Linked DNA regions of Sus scrofa: region 1 is linked to region 2. A link is a contact called in public Hi-C data. All regions are on one chromosome and are shown on one strand. The core of a region is the stretch at or near the end of the contact, and the rest is flanking DNA. Distances in the headings are between cores, read along the strand shown. Region 1 overlaps EHF (ETS homologous factor). Region 2 has its middle 71 kb from the start of MIR1343.

What was found. A called contact is a pair of places that touch in the nucleus more often than the background predicts.
Region 1: a contact with region 2 is called in a Hi-C map of liver, with 5 times the contacts expected there. The contact joins two enhancer-like sites. A contact is called at or near these places in 1 of 47 Hi-C or Micro-C datasets (liver) and 1 of 2 datasets of contacts at active chromatin or transcription factors (alveolar macrophages).

The regions. Positions count from the first base shown.
Region 1 is chr2:26,320,479-26,326,202 of Sscrofa11.1, reverse strand. The region is part of intron 2 of EHF (ETS homologous factor); the gene reads left to right. Among named protein-coding and RNA genes, the nearest start is that of EHF, 17 kb to the left of the region's middle. Within about 2 kb of position 4,197, at least 29 of the 83 cell types and tissues checked have an H3K27ac peak or open chromatin away from gene starts, as enhancers often do. A contact at or near this core is called in alveolar macrophages and liver, where this site is marked.
Region 2 is chr2:25,992,972-25,998,338 of Sscrofa11.1, reverse strand. No RefSeq gene overlaps it. Among named protein-coding and RNA genes, the nearest start is that of MIR1343, 71 kb to the left of the region's middle. Within about 2 kb of position 1,683, at least 31 of the 83 cell types and tissues checked have an H3K27ac peak or open chromatin away from gene starts, as enhancers often do. A contact at or near this core is called in alveolar macrophages and liver, where this site is marked.

The sequences.
Region 1 (5,724 bases), core at 2,948-5,447, 330 kb before region 2:
TCAATAGGAATTCAACTCAATTTCAACCTGAATGTAGGCAAAACTCCACGGTAGCAACAGCTATACCTGGTTGTCGCCGAGAGAAGTTACAGACATGTTCATATCACGTTACACTTGTTACGGATGTCTCCGGGTATCAATAATCATCACTACTTTGAAATCGTGGAGGTTATTGGACCTGCACTAGAGATTCTTGCTTAAAGTACTAATAAAGAAACACATATATTATTATGATATCACACATTTATTTTAAAAAGTATTTTTATCACTGTATGTCAAGGTAAACTTCCTTTCTAATCTTACTATCTTACTTTGTCATTTAAAAAGCATTATTTCGAGAAGGGGTCTGTAAGCATCAGCAGATTGCAGAATGGGTCCACGGCATAAAGAGAAGGCTAAGGATCCTTAACTTATAGCACTCTCGCGCGCGCACGTGCAGGTCAAGGAAATGGCTTCTGAAAGGCAGTACCTGATAGATGGTCTGTGTTGTCTTCCCACCTGTCATTGTGGGTGGTAGCCTCTGGGCAGCTGCAGAGTTGTCAAGGGACCCTGGTATAATGAAGATAATAACGATAACAGTAATACTAATACTAATAATAGCTAATATTCATTGAGTGCCTGCTATAAGCCAGGTACTATTCCAGGCATGTCCAATGTCATATTTTGTTTAATCCTCCTAACTACTTTGGGGGCTTTAGAAAGAGAAGCATTAGACAGCAGAGATGCCCCCTGCCTTGCTGGTGACAGAGCAAGTGTTCAGGTGAAGGCAAAAGTTAGGACTGACCCCCTGGGACAGGGCTGTTGTCAGGGGGTACAGCCAGCACGGTCACACAGAGCCCGGCAAGTAGAAAGCACCAAGCTTGAACGCTCTGTTGTTGCTGTCTTGAAATTCTTTTTTATTTATTTTTCTAATGGCCACACTGGCGGCCTATGGAAGTTCCCAGGCCAGGAATTGAATCCTCACCTCTGCCACTGTAGTCAGATTCTTAACCCACTGCGCCACAGTGGGAACTCCCTGTCTTGAAATTCTTGATGCAGTTTGCAACAAGGGGCTCCTCATCTTCCTTTGGCTCTGAGCCCTGCAAATTATGTAGCTGGGCCTGCCTCTGGGTGCAATGCAATTATTCAAACACATGACAACTCCTGATGCTGGGAAGCTGCTGGGGAGAGCCACCCCTCCCCCCACTCTTATCTTGCTCATCTAGCTGACCTTCGGTGTTTTGAACTGGCGAATCTGATAATTTTGTTTGAGCATCAAAGATTTCCAACAAAGCATCTGGAGGGATCGCCGAACCCTTCTGCTGCTTGCCTTGCTGAGGACTGTTTTCATTTATTTTCCAGAGGGCTTACTATACCAGCCAGGGAGCTGGGAGGAGCAGAGCAAAGTGTATTCTGGGAGGAAACATGAGACCTGCTGTGCTTAGAGTCTGTCTTTCTTGTAGGAAGGCACTACAAAGGAACCCGGCTTTCTTGTCCATTGTTGTTGAGTGAATATCGGCACAAAAAGAAAACTCTACTTCTTTTAAGAGGAGATCCTCTAATTTGTGAGAAGATGCAGATGCGATTTGTTTCTTAAGTTGCCAAGATGATACTGGAATGAGCCTGATGAAGCTCTATGTGTGTTTCACGGCTACATCTTTACAAACTGTTCAGGGTCATGGGCATCGTGGAGGAGGGGGTGCCGTTCCTGGATTTCTCCCTGGGCGTGATGGAAGGCAGCCTCCCAGAATGACACATCCATGGGCTTCCCCTCGTCAAAATGATGTCCACCACATGGCAGGCCTGTCATCAGGACCTGTGTGTGCTGGCTCAGATATCAGATGCTTTTCCAAAGGAGGTATCATTTCTCCTTAACTTTTCAACAGTGGTTTTTTTCCTTGTTATTATTACTGCTCTTTTCTCATGGCTAATAAGTCTGACTGAGGGGGCTTCAAGCAGCCAAGCCCAATCCCTGAGTCAATCTGGGGCTTTCACCTGGAAGCCAGACTGAAGTTTTGACAGATAGGTTTGAGTGGCCATGAACTGATGCATCTGTGGCCTCCACACTGCTGGATGCTAGAGAGAACTTTTCCTATTAGGGCACAAAGATGCTTAGTATGCCTCTTATTCACATTTAGGGGGAAAAAATTAAGTACTGAGAGGATCTTGACTTCACTAATAAAAGTAGGTGATCCTAAGAGACATCCTCCTCCTCTTAAAAAAATACAAGGATCTATTTCAAAGCTACAAAGAATTATATTGCACTTCCCCCCAGGCCCCGATTTGTTTACTGTAATACATCTGATCTATTTTCTAGCTTTGTGTCTTCAAATAAGTTGCTTAAAGTCTCTGTGCCTCCTTTTATCTGTAAAATGGGCATAATATTAGTACCAGCGTCTGGGGCTCTTGCCAGGAGTGAGTGAGACCATTCCTATAAAGCCTAGCTCAATTCCTAGCACATTGTAAACGCTCAAGAAATATAAACTTTCATCCCTGTCATAATTGCGGTGGTTGTTCTGAAAATCTAAAGTCAGTGAGATCCCAAGTTGGTGGCTGTTGATCTTTCCTTGGTGGGAGCATCTTAATCTTTCTCTGGGAAGAAACTCGAATCTTGAAATGGCCAGATTCATTGTCCCAGTCCATCCCAACTCCTTCCTGGCTTCCATTCCCACCTCTTACCTCCCTCCACCCTTCCCGCATTCCTGCGCCCTAGGTCTTATTTATTTTTCAGTCGACTGAGGGTGTTGTTGAATCTTTTCTTTTTCTGGCTGCCCAGTCTGGTTCCGAGGCACTCCACTCCCTGCCCTGCTCATGACAGGAATGCTTGGGAATGCTCAGCCAGCCATATCCCTCCCCTGTCGGGACACCCAGTCCTTAACGCTCCTTGAGAAGTGGCATTTCTGAGGCCGTCCCCCACCTCTGGGCTCCCCCTGAAGCCAGGGGTCTGGTGATAATGAAGGTCCTGTGGCGGAGAGGAAGCTGCAGAGGGAGGTGATAATCTCGGGGACCCTGGCATGTTGCCCACATCCTAGGCTTTCTGCTCAAGGCTTAGAGAGAGATATTAAGAGGCTTCTCCTGACTGTGTGTGTTGAAGGCTGGGTGATGATGCCATTGCTTAATTAGCATTGTCATGATCTCCATTTGAGTGATTTGTTTAGCTATTTGTGACTCTTTTGGGCTTGAGCGCATCATGTGATATTGACAAACTGTTGAGAAATGAGAGCGCGGCGGTGATGCCTGAGTTAGTGCAGCCATTGCACTGTCAACATCTCAGGTCCTTTTCACCTGGGACTTCAAGTCACTTGGCTGCACCTGAGTGCGTATCCACAGGTCGCCTTGGAGGGAGGAATGGCCAGCGTCCTTGCCCTGCTGGGAAAGCTCTGGTCCAGACAACGGGGATTTTCAAATCATACTGCTTGCCCAGGGCTGGATGGAAGAAGTCTTTGGGAGAGGCACGCTGAGTCCCTGCTTTAGGAGGTAACCCCTAGACCACACCTACTCCCTGAGCCACACTGAGTTTCAGAAGTCAACCATTTGGAAGAGTGTGGTTTGAGTTTTGGTCATACCCCGGCAGCCCCTTTCCCTGCCCTTGTTAATCGGATCAGGATCTTAATCTGGGCTGGCTGGAGGCTGGCCATGTCATTCTGTGGATCTTGGACACCCCTCAGTGCCCTCACAGAGCCAGCCAATGGAAAAGTACAGTGTCTTCTGGCTTCTTGGCCCTGCCAGCTCTGGCTGGCCTCTTTGATACCACCTTTTCTTCGGAGGGAGTGGGAGGGTAGCCTTCAAACTGAAAGCATGGGTTTTTCTTTGGTTTTTATAGGAAAAACAAATTGGCATGAACTCTCAGTCGAACCAGCTCAGGCTGTTTGGGCAGATGCCTTTCTTTGCTTTTTTCTGTTTATTTTCCAACAAATCAATGCTTAACTGCGTTGTTATTGGAGCAGAGCAACAGGTGCAAAAAAATAACTCTGCTGCCAACTCAAATGAAAAGGTAGGGCTTATACCCTCTGGGAGGTATTCAGAAGATAACAGAAGCCCCTGCCAGCAACTGAATTAACAGCTCTGTTTACGGTGGGTTTTATGTTAACCTGCCCCTATAACCCTCTGACACATAAACACGCTATTGTCTCGGGGAAAGACATTCAGCCCTCCAGACAACCAACGGCTTTATTCTGCCCTGAGTTGAGATTGGTTTTGGCTGAGGCTGCTTTGTGACACGCAGGGCTGCCAACTCCAGGTCTTAGTGAGGGTTTCCTGGGAAGGCAAGGGCACAGGGTTGCCGGAGAGAGGAGGATCGGTCCTGTTTTTAAACAGTGTTGAAGTTCTCGCCAAGTTCGGTCCTTTCGAAATGCCGGGGCCGGTCGCCTGGCTCTCTCCGCTGTTACTCCACTGTGTGTCTTCAGCAGGAGATGGCGAATGAGGTCAGAGGACATGGGGAAAGAGACATTGTTTTCAGAAGCGGTGTCCTGGCCGAATGGAGCAGGGCAGCTTCTGGGTTTGGTTCCCTGATGTCCACGCAGTGCCTCGCCTCTAGAGGATAGTCGATAAATACCTATTAATCGGAGGGGTAAATAAATATTTATACTAGCAGGACAAACCTTGCTTGATGATGGCTTCTCTCTTCTGAAGGCTAAGACAGCAGTCTTCCTCGGTCTGAGGTCTAAAATCCAGGGTGATTAAGTAATCTTTGGAAGAGCAGGGGTGGGGGTGGGATAGGGGAAGGGCTGACTCAGCCGGCCATGAGCTTCCCCTGTTGGAAGTCATTGTCCCGGCAATGCTCTGCAAGTGCTGTGCTCCGGGGCTGGGTTTGTTTGCTTGGCCTTCAGGGACCCATCCCTCTCAGCGGCTGGGCACTGTTGCCTTGAACCCTTTGGTGGTGCTGAACGTCAGGACCTGCTTCATTTCAAATTGGCAAATAACCGAGTGATAGGATCTCCGCAGATGAACTGGAGCTCGGGTTCTTGGGACCGAATGTGTTGTCTCTGACTTTACAAGGATTTCCTGGCCTTTATGGATATTTCTCTTTCAAGGCCCATCACCGCTGGAGGTGGTTATCTTGTTGTGGGAAGTTGAGGGAAGACAAAGCAGAGGAGCCTTGGACCAGGAGGGCTCGGCTGTGAGAGGGCTTAAGGATTGGTGAGCGGGGGGTTCTTAAAGACATAGAGTCTCATTCACAGGTCTGGGTGGCACCCCAGGAAACTTCAAGTTTAAGTTCTCCTCGGGTGCTGAGGATAGAGGTGGCCTAAAGACTGACTTTTGAGAAACAGCTGTGTGGCCTCTTCAGCCACGTAGAAAAACCACCATCAAATTAATTCTGGATGCTCTGGTTCATCACGTGTGTCCCTTTCCAAAGACCTACAGAGACCTAGGATTGTAATAAGTGGGGGCCTAGGTTTTGTTTTTGGTTTTGGTCTTTGCTATACGTTCTTTATGATTCTTTGGTTTTAGAACAGAGTTGAGGATTCATGGGGAGATAGATACTGAGGTTCAGGGTGGTGGGGAAAATGGTGAAATCTTCACCAGCTTGCCAAACAGAGGTCCAGAATGGCCCTCCTGGATGCAGCACGGTGGCTCCAGCAGCTGCCAATGGGAAGAGCCAATGGGGCCCTTCCTGGTGTCGCCATAGAACTAGGCAACACCCAGGTCCAGTGCAGAGAGCAATAATAGAATCTCTCAGGCCTTCTCTCAGAGGATGGAGTAAACATATCTCCCACCCCCAACCCCACTACAAAGTTTTCTTGA
Region 2 (5,367 bases), core at 434-2,933:
CCTCATTTTTTAAAAAAGGAGAAAACTAAACTCCAAAGAAAAGACAGGCCTTCTCCCAAAGTCCAGGGGCTGTTGGGGACAGAGGGAGAACTGACATGTGAGCTCCTTGACATCCATGTGGTTCCTGGGCAAGGAGAGGATCAGATTTCCAGAGTAAACTGGCCGTTTCTTAGACTAGTTTTGTTTGCTTAGGCTTTCGGAATGGGCATAAATGGAAGACTTTATAGTTTAAGAATATAATGCCAGAGTCAGTGTGTAAACTAGACGGAGACACGGGGATTTCAGAGGGCAGAGTTCCACGTAGCCGTGGCCCATACATCCAGGGCTATGGAACTGGGCTTTGGTGGTAAACAATGTTGCATACGAGGAGCTGGAAGTGGTTCGCCAGCCCGGGGTTTTAAAAAAATAATGACCTGTGGTTGACATATGTATTCAGTTCAGCAGCCAGGCAGTAAAATGGGTGTCTTTATTTTATAGTTCTATCTCACATATTATCTGGACTAGCCTGGGGCTCATATTATCTACACACAATCCTCACTACCCCTCCCCTAAAATCACAACTATCATCAACCAAAGGGGGCATCATGGCCCCTCTTTACTGCCACTTCCTCCTTCCTCCACGCGTGCCTCCTTCCTGACCGCCTTTTAATGTCCGCCTCCGTGTGGCTTAGCCTCAATATAAAGGCCAGGATGAGGCACAGTGTGAACTGCCACGATAGGAAAAAAAAAAAAAATAAAGAATTAAAAATCACCCTTTGGATAAAACCAGCCCCCAGGCCCAGGTTGCAAGTGGAACAAGTGTTATGTGCTTTTGCATGTGTGAGCAGCTGTCAACCTTGCTGGTCGAGTGGTCTCCCAAAGCCAGGGACACGGGGGCACCCCCAGGACAGGAGGGGAGTTCCTCTCCCAATCTGTAGCACACCCCGTTCTTTTATTTCTTCTCTTCATCCACCTACAGGTTGGGGATAACTCTCACTGTTTATCTCTTGGGTTCTCAGGAACTGGCAGTTACCAGATTTTGTCAGTTACTTTACTTAATTTGTTCTTTCTGCCCCCCCAAATCTTGGAGGTAAGGTTTCTTCTAGGACTGAGCATACTGACCTTTTGTTTTTTGTGGGTTTTTTTTTTGAAATAGCCTCAGGGACCCCTGCTGTTGGGGATGGGGGCGAGGGAGCCAAGTAGAGGTCCCTCGTTCCCTCTGATCTGAGATCCGGGAAACCTCCAAGAAACCTGTTCCCCTTCCTTCACACTAGGGTGTTGCAGTTGAAGGTGAAGCTGGTGTGAAGTGATTAGGCTAAGAAAGCCTAGCAGGATGTGAGTAAATTAAAGAATTGGGTTTTTTCCCCTGGGTTTTTAGGCAGGGGGGAACCTACCTACTATCAAAACTGAATAAAAAGTACCAGCATGAATGAATGTAGGGGCAAGTCCAAAGCTGAGATACCATTTCTGCTGTAAGGAAATCCACAGAGGGAATTTCCTCCCTTTAAAAAAAAAAAAGGCAAGTTAATGATTAGAAACTGCTGCTTTCACCATTCTCTCTCTGCCTAATTTTCCACTCGCTTCCTTGGGGAAGGGGGGCCTCTTGGAAGCTAGTCAAGAACACTGTCATTAGGTTGGATGGTTGGAGAAACTAATGATTAGATACTTGGAGCCTTTATTGGAAGAGAAAGCAACTTTGTTGCAGTTGACGTAGGCCAAGGCACTTGGGTCCAGGGCAAAGGTGACAGGTAGGGATGAGGTTGCAGTGAGGGAGTTTACTACTCTGTTACTAATAAGTCTGGTGGCCCTGCTTTCTCACAGGGAGAGGGGCCAGCTTTGGATTTGTCCTCCCCAAGCCCTAGAAAACATTTCACCTGCTGACTCTGTCCAGGTGGAGAGAGCTAGCTAAACATCTCAGTGGCCCGGATCCTAGGTCTCTGCTTGTAGAAAGAGGTCAGCCAGCATTCTGCCCCTACTCAGATTCCTGATTACTTGGAATTAGGTGGCCCGGAAAGCCCCAGAGATTTCACGGTCTGATACTTGGAAGCCATTTGAAAGAGAAACTTAGCAACAGGATCCCCAAACATACATAGGAAAGTGAGCCCTTTCTAGGAGTGGGTTCTTGGTGTCTGGAGTTTGTCTGTGCATGTGGCCAGCCCCATGATGAGCCAGGCCCCTTGGTTTGGGGAAGGACACATGGCATCGTCTCATGCGGGGCCTATAACTTTTACTTTCTCTGTAGGGTTTGCCTGCCTGAGAGGTTCTTTCCTTTATTGTTGTTGCTTTGAAACAGTTGTTTGGCTCTTGCCATGGAAACTGTAATAAATAAACAGACCCGTGATTGATTTCTTTTTTTTTTTTTAAAGCAACCCGTGATTTTTTTTTCTTTTTTTTTTTTTTTTTTTGTCTTTTGTCTCTCTTTTGTTGTTGTTGTTGTTGTTGCTATTTCTTGGGCCGCTCCCGCGGCATATGGAGGTTCCCAGGCTAGGGGTCCAATCGGAGCTGTAGCCACCGGCCTACGCCAGAGCCACAGCAACGTGGGATCCGAGCCGCGTCTGCAACCTACACCACAGCTCACGGCAACGCCAGATCGTTAACCCACTGAGCAAGGGCAGGGACCGAACCCGCAACCTCATGGTTCCTAGTCGGATTCGTTAACCACGCGCCACGACGGGAACTCCAACCCGTGATTTCTTAATGGTCTCTGTCTTCAGATGCACTTCTCTGCCCCATTACCTCGAGAGCGTTCAGCTATTGGCAGTAAAGAAGAAGAGGGAGAGGGAAGGTGAGTACTGGCAGAACAGGCACGTCTGGAAAAGAGCGTGCTCTTAGGCCAGTTTCTCACACAGTGTGGATGTTTGCAGAAGGATACAGTGTGTGCACTGTGCAATTAAAAAAAAATTTTTTTTTAGAAAGTTAAGTCCAATGTTCTTTGTATTTTTGGCTATCCTTCACAGAACTTTCTTTGGGGGGGGGGTTACGATTACTTCAGTATGGTGTCACACAGACTCATTCCAGTGGAATCCAGTTTGATGGTCTGAGTGCTTTTGCTCCAAGAGGTGGACATGTGTTTTGATTTACATTGTGCTTGGATGGACTTTGTGTATGCCTCATTCCTATGGAAGACATAATTTGCAACAGAAGACTTGGAATAGCACCATCCTGCTTGCAAAGTTATTGAAGGGTATTAAAAAAAAAAAAAAAAAAAAAAAAAAAAAAAAAGACTTTCTGATTAATTCCAAAATCTTGTACTGCTTCTCTGGTAGGTACCATTTCTGATAGGTAACCCAGTGTAATTCTCACTTCTGGATCTATAACAGCCTCACCTGAGTGGAACATGAATCCATCCCACTCTTACTCTACCCTCATCACTCCCGCTCACAGAGTCTGTCTTGGTTGGGGGTCTTGGGATAGATGGATAGATAGATGATAGATAACAGGGTAGGCAGATTTCTTTTTTTTTTTTTTTTTTTTTTTTTGTCTTTTGTCTTTTTTGTTGTTGTTGTTGCTATTTCTTGGGCCGCTCCCTCGACATATGGAGGTTCCCAGGCTAGGGGTCTAATCGGAGCTGTAGCCACCGGCCTACGCCAGAGCCACAGCAACGCGGGATCCGAGCCGCGTCTGCAACCTACACCACAGCTCACGGCAACGCCGGATCGTTAACCCACTGAGCAAGGGCAGGGACCGAACCCGCAACCTCATGGTTCCTAGTCGGATTCGTTAACCACTGCGCCACGACGGGAACTCCCAGATTTCTTTTTTCAAAGACCAGGTGAGTTTGAGCCTCAGCCATGGTTAAGAACCACTGAGTTAAACGTGTGGCCTTTTAAAGGCCATTTGCTCTAAGGACAATAGACAAACCTAAGGATATGAAAAGAAGAAGATGCTTAAATAAAGACAGCCAAATAATGTCTGTGGTCACAGGGCACCTTGCTTTTGTAACCAACTGCTTCCTTCGCTCATGGGCTGATTTGATTTTACATAACGGTAAATGCTATAAAACTGTAAAATTCCATGACATTTTTGAAATCAGAAGCATGGGGAAAAGTCATTTCCCACTATTAAAAAAAAAAAAAAAAAAAAAAAAAAAAAAAGACTGCCATTTCACTGAGCTAGAGATGGTGACATGTATCAGCCCACATGTAAGGGGTTGTTAATTATCTTAATTATCTAGGTAGTGGTTGATTGGTTTCAGTTGGATATGGACCCATGCTCTGTAAGGGTTGTTTGGTACATGCAAGAGATGCACAAGCTGATCTTAACCACTTAGCACATGCTGGGTACTCTTCCGATGCTTTACTTAACATCACCTCCCAACATCTCTACAAGGTAGGTGTTATTATTCCTATTTTATAAATGAGAAACTAGGTACAGACATCTGTCAAAACTTGCTTGGCTAGTTGGCAGGATTGGAACTCAAATCTGAATGGACCCAAAGCCACACTGCAACCACCACAGCACTTGGTCTCAGCCCCTGCCCTGTGACGTGGGCCATATTGGAACAGTACAGACTGTGGAGCTGAGAGCTGTGCAGCCACTTCAGAGATTTATACACAAAGATGTGTTCATAGGACCTGTTACAGCAAAAAGCCAAATAGTCTTATAAATGTGGCAGTGATGAGTGAAGAGCTTTATTTAAAAATATATTAAGTGTATGCATACAGTGGAGTGTTCACCTCTGTCAAGTCTGGGTGGTTTTATTTACCTCTCTTTTTCTGTGTGTTTGAAATATTTTACTGCTGATCATTCTTGGACAAAAGGGAATGAAAGACAACTGATAAGCTCTTCTGCATTAAGAATTATTCAGGTAGTTTTGCACTGAGGGCAGATAATTGCTGATATGACCTCAAAAGAGATAAGGTGGAGAAGGGAATGTTTGCTCATTAACTACCAAGCAAAGAGAAATGTGAGAAATTACAGGTTCTGTATGCGCCTCCAAAGCATTCTCCCTGTATGTCTCCTCCATCTTAAGGACTGAGAGCAATCAGCCAGCAATACATGCCAGGAAAAAGATCTTGTCAGGCTTTGAGTATGAGGCCAGTTGTGTGTGTATCGTCTTCACAAATCATGTTAGCACTCATGAACTGGAATTGCCACACTTGAGACACTCAGAATTATGAGGCCAGCTCTCCCAAAGGGTTGCCTGGTTTTTGGAGTGAACCTCAAAGGCAATGCTTGGCTAGAACGACTTCTTCCATATTCCAGCAGTGTTTGTTCAAAGCATTATCTTATTTATACATCCTTCCAAGTTCAATGTGGCATGGGTGATTGTGCTTTGATTTTTGACTTTTGGTTCATGGAAGTTTAATTTTCCAATCTTGCCCTTCAGAGCAGCTGATACATCTCAGCCAATGTCTGTTGTACATGCAAAAATATAAAGAAGGGGTA